Regions from separate parts of the Zea mays genome. Here region 2 is linked to region 1. The links are chromatin contacts, called in public Hi-C maps. All regions are on one chromosome and are shown on one strand. Each heading gives the region's core, a stretch centred on a gene start, on an enhancer-like site or on the middle of the called end of the contact. The rest is flanking DNA. Distances are from core to core; before and after follow the strand shown. Region 1 holds the start of LOC100193527. Region 2 holds the start of LOC103637360 (GTP-binding nuclear protein Ran1B).

Evidence for each region. Hi-C and Micro-C count contacts between places; a contact is called where the count stands out from the background.
Region 2: a contact with region 1 is called in a Hi-C map of endosperm, with 5 times the contacts expected there. The contact joins the promoter of LOC103637360 here to the promoter of LOC100193527 in region 1. A contact is called at or near these places in 3 of 25 Hi-C or Micro-C datasets (ear, endosperm and seedling).

Annotation. Positions count from the first base shown.
Region 1 is chr8:146,216,806-146,222,360 of Zm-B73-REFERENCE-NAM-5.0, forward strand. It overlaps LOC100193527, which reads right to left and starts at 2,597. Exons shown (of 5, transcript NM_001138639.1): 1 at 2,411-2,597; 2 at 2,203-2,323; 3 at 1,890-2,109; 4 at 436-703. The coding sequence starts at 2,470.
Region 2 is chr8:146,383,088-146,388,728 of Zm-B73-REFERENCE-NAM-5.0, forward strand. LOC103637360 (GTP-binding nuclear protein Ran1B) reads right to left here and starts at 3,516. Exons shown (of 8, transcript XM_008659573.2): 1 at 3,328-3,516; 2 at 2,966-3,065; 3 at 2,142-2,198; 4 at 1,879-1,996. The coding sequence starts at 3,516. It also overlaps a transcript of LOC542067 not described here.

The sequences.
Region 1 (5,555 bases), core at 1,347-3,846:
CGATATTGGTTATATGTAAGTAAAAATAGTAAACATTTTTTTTTTCTTTTGACAATGATCCATAGAAAAGTATTTGACCATATGAAACAGGTTTAATCATGAAGCCTACTAACATACTGCACAACTATATGCCTTGTAAAATCATGTAACTATAATATGTAGCAGTAAAAGGGTACCTAGCAAACAAATTATATTGGTAAGTGGTGGTAATAATGACTCTTGGAATTAATTGGTTCCAGTTTTCATACAAAATCAGTGCAAATTCTTTAAACTCAACCTTGCTGCTGCTTTACAGGTGTTAGAATCGAGTGAACATTTCCCACAGAAAAGGCCAAATTTTAAACAACTTTAGCTGTAGACCAGTGGCACAAAATTGTAGACTAATAGAGCTGAAAGTCCCAAGTATATGTGCATGCATTTTAGTAAGAACCTTACCGATGCTGGAATGAATATGAACAGAGAATATCCATATAGGCACCACAATTGCACCAAACCAGCAGGTGCTGACAAGTACTTGAGAATAACATATAAAAGAAGAGGAACAAATGTCACGTAGCCATAGAATAACCCAGCAGACCAGGTAACCAAGTTGATATCATAGTTCCATTCCTTCTTGTGCCATTTGTGGGATAGGTAGGTGACAAAAGTAGCAATAGATGCAGCAACGAAAATCAGGGTGGTGCATGTCCAAAATGGCCCATACCTAGAGAGTACAAATTGAAACAGAAGGCATAGAGATCAGTAGCAAATTACAAATAATTAATCATTCAGACAAATACAAAATCTTCCAGGTGACTCACATTCGGCAAGTTCTGTGTACTATACTACTATTGTGCCATTGTTAGTTACAAAATTATAAACTGTAGTTCATAATGTCCTAGATTGAAAAGGTTCATAGTCGAATTGTTTTTTTTCAGAAAGAAGCATTCAATGCAACTGCACAGGCATATTCTACTTTCATGTAGATTCACTACAGGCTGCCATACACAACATAGAGAAATAACAATTTGATTGTACATGAACATACTGCTTTCAAAAGGATATTATAACTTTGTGTGAAACATACTAAATAATTCCAACAAGAAATACTGGTGTTCAACATACTGCCAAAACAGAAGACCCAAATGTTTCTGTTTGAATGAAAGAAAAACATTTCAAGTATGTATCTTGGAAACTATAGATATGGTATGTTTCATTAACCATTTTCAAACAAAGAGTATTACATCTCACGGTCAACCAAATACAGTTACAAAAATCAATAGAAGTGTGTCCACAGACGCTTCATTTGGAAACCAAATGGAAATGGGCAGTGAAAATTCAACCAAATGAAACTGAACAATAGAAATACCTATAGTGGTAAGAAAACACAGGGATATGTAGTATATCAACCCAATAGCAAGTGTAAATACTAATAACTAGTTCGTGCTTGCTGTTTGCTGAAATGAATTCTACTGAGACTCCTGTAGAAAGGGCTCTGACATTGCAGCCATTTTAAAACCTTAAAACAAAGTCAAAGAATCATATCAACAATCTTCAATGCTAGAGACAATAATAACTTTTCCAAGGATAAATTCAATCAAAAAAAAACAGATCCTGATGAAAAAAGAAACTAAGTATTTGGAACAAAGGAGCAATCACTATCAGTGTGCAGACCAGATAACTGCATGAGACTACATAACCAAGTACCAACACCTTCCAGCCAATGCAAACACACCGACACTCAACTCCAGAAGGCAATTTAATCTATGAATAATGATAGCCAGTATGCTAACTAAAACTTGCAAAGATCTATCGCGTCTGCTACTGCTACCTAAGCTGTATCATGTCTCAGCAATGCAGCAAAATTGAGCTGTAATGTATTCTCTGAGGGGGGGCTGATTCGAGCATACAGGTCGGGGTTCTCGGAGGTCTTCTCGGTAAATGTGCCGCGGAAGGGGAAGACGGACTCCCAGATCCTCTCGACAACGTCAGACGTGTCGACGTCGAAGTAGGGCTTGTACGCCGCCACGGAGAACATGCGGAACCAGCCGCCCTGCGCGGCATCATCCGACCCTGCGCTGCCGCCTCTGCCACCGCTTCCGGCTCCTCCGCCCTTGGACGAGAAGGTATCTGCGCAAAAAAAGAGGCCACCGCGGCCAGGTCAGCGAGCCGGATCCGAAGAGAAACGTGGAGAATACGGGAGCTGAGGCCGCGAGATCTGACCGTCGGCGTCGGTGGGCGGGCGGTAGGCGCCAGCGATCTTGCCCCTGGCCTCGGACGGCGGGAAGGTCTGGAGGTTGGAGTCGGCAAACCTGATGGCCTGCGGATCTGTCCCGGTGGCCGCCTGCGTGGTGTGGCAAGAGAGAGATAGTGAGTCTGTGTTCTCCGCGACAAGAGGGAGACTGGCAAAAAAAAAAGTGCGGTTGCATACCGGGACGGATCCGGAGGCCTTGGGGTCGTCGAGGGCGGAGTACCCACCGCCGGACATCATGTTCGCCGGCCACGGAGAGCGGTGACGGAGGCAAGGAGCTGTGCTTCGTTCGCGGCGAGCAGGGGTGAGGACTGGTCTGGAGGAGTCAGGCTGGCCGCGTGGAGAGGTAGAGCGGGTGGTTTATGCGGGATCTGGCGCCGGCTTCTGCTGCTCGTTGGGTTGGGTTGTACCAATTGTGCCCACCTGACGCGCTCTGTTTACGTGAACCGGGCCATTGATGGTGTGATATCGGATATTTAAGGAGGTGTCTGCTTCTAGGTACTAATTTTTATTCCCAAAATTTTATTTTATTTTATTCTCTAAATTATAAAATGCGGAAACTAAAATAGAGTTTGTTTCTGTATTTAGTAATTTAGATACTAAAGTAGAATGGAGAGATTAAAAATTAATCCTTACAAACCAAACACCTCTTAAATGTCAATTACGATTATTATATATATGGGGTGTTTGAATGCACTAGAACTAATAGTTAGTTGGCTAAAAATTATTAGTGTAATTAGCTAGCTAACAAATAGCTACCTAACTATTAACTAATTTACCAAAAATAGTTAATAGCTGAATTATTAGTTACGGTGTTTGAATGATAAATATATTAAACCTAATTAATATATAATTAGCAAATTATTATTATAACATCGCATAGGTGAATTATATACTAATTAGTTTAATAGATCTGTATTGACGTTTATTCTTTATCTGTATAATTAGTTATGTAATTAGATTATTGGGGTGTTTGAATGCACTAGAACTAATAATTAGTTGGTTACAAATTGGTAATGGAATTAGCTAGCAAACAAATAGTTACCTGACTATTAACTAATTTACCAAAAATAGCTAATAGTTGAACTATTAGCTAAGATGTTTGGATGTCTCAACTAATTTTAACCACTAACTATTAGCTATAGTGCATTCAAACACCCCTATATTTAATACTTCTAGCTATCATCTAAATATTTTGATGTGATGTGACTAAAATTTAGTAACCAGGAACTAAACAGGGCCTTAGACTATTTGCTGGGTGTCCCTAAAGATTTAGTAGCATTCTAAAACTGCAGTAGTTGTCTCTAAAGGACACCCTAAATTTAGGGACAAATCCTCCTGCCCTAGATTTAGGATGTTCTTTTTTTCTAAATTTTTTATACTCTAAACTAAGCATTAAACATAATCAATATGTATGTATAGTTTTAGACTATAAAAACTACACATGTAAACAATCTGATTAAAAAATACATTAGAAATATGGTGTATTGTGTATAGAGGATGTATTTAAAGAGAATAGCTATGGAAGCTAGGATTTAGGGAATGGAATGGAATCTTTTAGAGGACGGTGAACAAGTAACTAGTTAGATGTTCGTGCATTGCAACGATTTCTATGTACCATATGGATAAAGTTAGTTTTCATAAAACACAAAGATATATATGTTTTCTTGGTTGTGTGGGTGTGAATGTGGAGCCATTAAGCTAACAACCAAGGTTCAAGAGTCCACTTATACATAATTTTACTTTATTTTTGCATAACATGGGAATAGGAAGTGTGACGACCGTGAAACCATAGAAATTGGTGCTTTATATCTATATTACTCCTATCTATACTACTCTATTAAGAACTTAATGTGGGCACCTGGTGCTACCACAGCTCCACCCTCCATGCCGACACTCTGGGTCTGCCCCACGCGCGTCGACTGGTTCTCCCATCCCTCTCTTAGATACTGTCATGTGGACACACTGACACTCTAGGCCCGTCCCCACGCTATTTGACGGGTTCTCCCGCCCCTCTCTCAGCTACTGCCCTGTGGATCCCAGTGCCCACGCAGCCATCTAATGCGCCTGCTCAGCATCCGACCCCACCCACGCAGCTGCCACACCGCGCAAAAAAAGTACAGAGCGAGCACTCGAACCCACACCTCCAACTCCAAAAATTTGGAGCTAACCACCAGACCACACATACTTTAGTGTTTAGTATTGAATTTGCTGGTGATGCACAGGTTACATATGAGTAGTGGGTGGCGATGGATGAACTCTCCTATCAATCTAATGGTGTGTGGTTGCTACGAGAGGGATGATCAAATCCTTTTGTAGGGTACCCCCTAAAAGTCACCTAGAGGGGGGTGAATAGGGCGAATCTGAAATTTACAAACTTAATCACAACTACAAGTCGGGTTAGCGTTATAAATATAAGCGAGTCCGAGAGAGGGCGTGAAAACAAATCGCAAGCGAATAAAGAGTGAGACACAAGGATTTGTTTTACCGAGGTTCGGTTTTCGCAAACCTACTCCCCGTTGAGGTGGTCACTAAGACCGGGTCTCTTTCAACCATTTCCCTCTCTCAAACGGTCCCTCGGACCGAGTGAGCTTCTCTTCTCAATCAATTGGGAACCAAACTTCCCGCAAGGACCACCACACAATTGGTGTCTCTTGCCTTGATTACAATTGAGATGATCGCAAGAAAGAATAAGAAAAAGAAGCAATCCAAGCGCAAGAGCTCAAATGAACACAACAAATCTCTCTCACTAATCACTAAAGCTTTGTGTGGAGTTGGGGGAGGATTTGATCTCTTTGGTGTGTCTTGTATTGAATGCTAGCTCTTGTAATGTAGTTGGAAGGTTGAAAACTTGGATGCAAATGAATGTGGGGTGGTTGGGGTATTTATAGCCCCAACCACCACAAAGTGGCCGTTGGAAGGCTGTAGTCGCATGGCGCACCGGACAGTCCGGTGCGCCACCGGACAATGTCCGGTGCGCCAGCCACGTTAGCAGACCGTTGGGGTTCGACCGTTGGAGCTCTGTCTTGTGGGCCCGCCTGGCTGTCCGGTGGTGCACCGGACAGGCCATGTAGGCTGTCCGGTGTGCCACCCGCGCGTGCTCTGCTCCTCTGCGCGCGCAGGCGCGCATTTAATGCGTTGCAGTCGACCGTTGCGCGCGAAGTAGCCGTTGCTCCGCTGTTACACCGGATAGTCCGGTGTGCACCGGACACTGTCCGGTGACTCACCGGACAGTCCAGTGAATTATAGCAGAGCGGATTTCCGAAGCTGGCGAGTTCAGAGTTGCTCTCCCTTGGGGCACCGGACACTGTCCGGTGGAGCACCG
Region 2 (5,641 bases), core at 2,266-4,765, 170 kb after region 1:
ACTTATTTCACCCTCCTATAGGAAAGGGAAGAGACAACATTTTTTCGTATAAGCAGACGTAGAGCCAACATTATTTCGTATAAAGTTCTGAACCGATGGCTATGAACTATTCTAAAAATTGACTTGCTAATTTGCATGCGGATATATATTTCATTAAGATGTGAAAACAATTTGCAAGTATGTGTGATATGTTGCTTTACTAAACGGCTTGACCAATCTATATTTTTCGGTCTAAAACGACTAAAAAATAGTTGCAATAGTTATATCTGATATTAAATGCAAAGAAAATTATACAGATCATCAAGGTAGCAAATTCACGTAAAAAGTATCATGGTTGGCCTGAGCATGACCCGGTTTTATTTTTCCCCCCTATTTTTCATAAAAGTCTCTATATTATATTTGAGTATAGAGTTTAAAATAAAAAATGTGTGTGTTCTCGTGGCTAGGTGGATGTGAACGTGAGTTTAAAGCAAATAACCATGGTTTGTATCCTATTTACATATATTTTATCTTATTTTTACCGTTTAGTTCCTTGGTGGATGTGAACGTGAGTTTAAAGCAAATAACCATGGTTCGAATCCTATTTACATATATTTTATCTTATTTTTATCGTTTAGTTCCTTGAAACTGTCCAAACACATGTGCTAATTAGCGCATTTATTTTTAACATATAATTCCTACCAGATATCAAACATGTGCTATGTCACTCGCATGCGCAGCTTTACATGTGCATGCACGGTTGTGCACATGCAGCTTTTGCATGTAGTGGTGGCATTTGCATGCACGGTTGCATGCGCAGCTTTAGTTGCATTCGTTGCATGCGCGGCTGGGAGAGCTTGCATGTATGCAGAGGCTTGCATGTACGCAGAGGGCGGGGGCACGAATCTGGTCTACATTAGCCTCTTAATAAATAGTATAGATATAGAAGTCAGACTAATGTTAACAAAAGGATATCAAGTAACAAGATATGTCAAAAATTACAGATGTGTATGGTGGTTGTTGGTAGAGTGAAGGATTTATGCAGAGAACATGTCAAAATCCACAAAAGCATTTCTACTCAGACCCATGATTTCAGAAACACAGGTATCAGGCACAGGTTCGAGTGTTGTGTACAACAATTCGGAAGTTATATGGCAATGCTCCAAATTAAATATCTCCAACCAATAAGTATCATATATCATTGAAACATAACCATGAGTAAAAGGAATTAGACAAAACAAAGACCTATAGTGGAAGTAACTAATAAAAGCACATAAAGCTGAATTGAACAAAAGTTTTAAAAAAAAGGTACCACAGCTTGTCAAAAGTAAACTAAAAAACATGACTACTAAATCACTCTCAATACAATGCCATGATTTGAGTATGAAATTTGGAGGCATCAATAAGCAATATATAATATAATTAAAATTTTAAAATCAAGCCTTGGTATATAAAAAAATCTATCAGGTTTTATATGTCATTTATTTAGCATGTAACCATGAGAACACACTTGATCCAGATTAGACATTTTTGCTGATATGTGACAGCACATAGAACTACAGGTAAGGCTATCTTCAGTAGTCTCCCTAGTCTCTATCCCACCTTCTATCTTACTCTATTTCAAACTACACTGTAAACAGTGTAAAAACAGTGTTTTGGAAGCCATTATACACAGTTTGCTAAAGATAGCCTAAGACTATCTTCAGCAGCTTACGTAACCTCATACCCATATTCAGACTCCATTCTGCGAAAAGTACATTTTACAGTGCAAAACAGTATTGAGTGACCATATGGGTAAACTGCTGAAGATGGTCTAATGTAAAGATAAATCAACAACAATCATTTAATATATTTGTGTCAATAAGTTCCGAATCGACAGTACTACTCTTAAATACTTACTAATATCCATCCCTGAGCCCACCAAACTTCTCCTGGCCTGCAGTGTCCCAGCAGTAGAAGCGGATCTTCCCACAGTTGGTGTGGAAATCCAAGGGATGAACCTCAACACCAATGGTGGCTGCAGAGACAATCGAATTAGTTACGGCACCACAACAACTACCGTAAAATCAAATAAGTAACTACATATATAATCCACTCTGCAAGAAGTAGAATCAAACAAATAACTACATATATAATCCACTCTAAAAAAAATAGATACTCACGTTCATACTTCTTCTCGAACTCTCCGGTCAGATGCCTCTTCACAAAGGTTGTCTTGCCTACAAGACACGAAGAGGGATGTTTTCAGAATGAAATCAACAAACGTGAAGGGAAAATATAACAAAAAATCTAACTAATTAAAGGCAATTTGAATCCAAGCAGATTATACGAATGTGATAAAAAATCTATCTATATTCATACAAACAGACCAGATACCAGAACAGATTTTAAAAATATCAAGACACAGATCTCTCTAGATAATAGAGGATACTGGATTCTCATATTCCCGATCAGATTCAAAGGTGGCCTAAATGTATTGGTCTGTCCTCACCACTAGGACTAAAATGGCTGTGCAAAACACTGTTTAGACAATGAAGTTCGAAATAGAGATGGTGGGATCTCTCTTGTGTGAGGAGGGTTCTCTAGTGAGGAGAGCTTTAGATCCAAACGTGGGCTAAATGTATTGGGCAAAACACAATAATCTCAATCATTTATGTTCATTGATTGCGCTGAGTCGCTGACTCCAAAGCTACAACGCAGAAACAGTCGGGTTGTCCCCGTGCATTGGCAGTAAAAAAAACCTCGATTGTAAGCTAGTAGACTCAAAATTACCAAAAACACACTAAGGACTTGTTCGGTTAGCTCTTAATCCATATAAATTGAGTGGAATTAGATGGATTTAAATTCCAAGCAAGTTAAAATTCTTCTAAATTTTTTTTAATCCCATTCAATTCATATATAATGGGAATAACCGAACAAAACCTAATCGGGAAGGAATCTCGCAATTAACAGAAAGCGAGATCGTGCAACTCTATCACCTAATTACTGGTGCCGCCGTCGCCTACGATGACGAGTTTGAAATTGGGGTAGATTGGGAGAAATTTAACATTATGAAACACACGGGGACGGCTTCGACGAAATGGAGGCTAAGGGGAGGGATTCGCCGTTATAAAAAGGCTGGTCAAAGCCAACACTCTAAAATGGACATGAATACTCCATTACAAGGTTTAGAGCAGTATTAATCTAGTTGACACCGGGTTCCGTCCCCAAGCGCCGTCGCCGTGAGTTCTCCATCGCGAGATCTCCTCCATCGCCGTCGCATTCTCCTTCGCGCGGAAGCCGGGCGCCGCTGCCTCAGACCAAGAGCCGCCGATTGAAGCTGGCCCCCTACGCGCAGGCCAACCTGACGTGGGCGCAGCACGCCTTCAACGAGAAGGTGGCGGAGGTCTGGCGCGTCGCCGTGGACGCCTTCGAACGCCTCAAGGGCCGGTGGGCGTGCCTGCAGAAGCGCACGGAGGTGAAGCTGCAGGACCTCCCGGTGGTGCTGGGCGCCTGCTGCGTGCTGCACAACATCTGCGAGTCGCGCGGGGAGGGCATGGACCCCGCGCTCCGATGCGACATCGACGACGACGAGACGGTGCCGGAGAACCCCGTGCGGTCGGACGGCGCCACCAAGGCTAGGGACGACATCGCGCACAACCTGCTCCACAGCGGACGAGCCGGCACCAAATTCTTCTGAATTCTCTCAGTCGGTTCGTTCGTTCCATCAGATTCTTCTACTATGCTGCTGCTGCTACTCTGTCTCCTCTCCTTTCATTGGATTGGAACCGTCCATGGAATTGATCATTCGTTGGGTTGTGGTTAGGGTTTGGTTGCGCGTGGAAGGCAGCAAGAGCGAGCAGCGGCCTCTCGAATATTCCTGGTAACGGAAAAATAACGGCGTGAGTATGAGTGAATATCTATCGTTATTACCTATTCATATCCATTTTAAAGTGTTGGCTTTGCAAAGCCTTTTTATAACGACAAATTTTTTTCGTTAACCTCCATCTTGTCGAAGCCACCCCGTGGTGTTTCATAATGACAAATTTCTCCTGATTGGGGAGAGCCTGAAAAAATACAACAGCGTATAATATGAGTGAGGAGATCGGAAATCGCAACAATCGAGAGGTGGAGCGTAAGATCACCATTCGCAGCGGCTTCCTTGCGTGGAATGCGGAGACGAACCTAGGTCGGTTTCGAATTCCGTGTATATTGAATGAAGGGAGAAAAGATTGGATGGAGGGTTTTATGGGCGGCAGTAAACCCTGCTTCCAGAGAGAGAGTTGGAGGTCGGGATCGGGTCAGGAATTCGGGATGCCACTATCCTGCTTCATGTCATGTACCCGTGTCGTGCGTTATTTTTTTACAATACGTTTATTCTAAATTAACTCAGCGTAAAATTATTAAAAAGTGATGCAAGAGCATAATAGAAGAAGGGTAGGAGATATAGACAAAGGTATCTAACCAGTATAACATCATGCTCATGTGTTTATAATATTGAATATAAATTGTACATATCTATATATGATTTTTTATAAAAAAAATAATCGTGTCGAACTAGAACAACACTACGGTCGTAGCCCAACCTGCTGCCCCCGCCTACGATCGTAACCGCGAGCCGACCGACACGGGTACGGCGCGAGTCGGTCATGCTCCTGACCTTTCTCCGTGCGTGCCGTAGTGACGCCTGCCACACTTAGGTTATTTTGGTGATGACGATTCAATAGCACAATTTCGGACGATTTTGAATATCCGTCGGATATAATTGAGGCTATCATTTTCTAACAATTCAATAGCACAATTAATCAAATTTCTTCTCAGTCCACTATCATACACAGTTAAAAACTTAATAAAAATTATACAAATACACGTCTTTTAATAAGTAATATTCTCAACATATCAACATGAAAAAATGTGTCGAAGGGGAGGGGAGTCAGGGACCATTAGGAAAGCGGCAGCACATGCTCACCAGCGCCAGGATAGAAGCATGAAGGGGCAACAACAATGTGGATTGAGGAGCTAGGAGCGGCTGACAGATGCAGAAAGAGGTGACCATGCACGCAGAAAGGGGCAGCCTATAAGGCTATAATGCATGGGCTGCGGCCAATCGCACTAGAGCCTAGAAGGGGTAGCTATCGACCTCACCAGCGATGGTGCGGCTTATGAGACTTAGAAAAGGACACGAGGTACAGCATAGAAAGCCAACAAAGGTGAAAAGGGTGGCTAGCGATAGGGAATTTGGAGCGTTAAGACATGGGGCTTAAGGAGTTAGAATTTGCTCTTTGCTATATAATAGACAAAAAAATTATTGGCAATTTTCAGATATCCAATTGGTAACCCGCCAATAGGTGACAATATTTGAATCCATGCGCTCCCAACTTCGGGTTGGATACGGGTCTAACCCATAGGTCAAAAAATGTATCCATGTCTGGTTCCGTCGGATCAAATATCCAACGAATATCTAAATCCACAGATCAAACTCCCATCCCATCCCATCCCTAAATTAGAAGTAAACACATTTGCTCCATTAACCATCGGTTGCAGGTACTCCATCTCCCCGAAAACAAAATACAATTCAAACATAATACCAAGTCAAAGAATCTTGAGTTTCACGATGTTTATATAAAAAAAGTGTCAATATTTATGATATAGATTCTTCATTGAGTATATTTTATACTTGCTA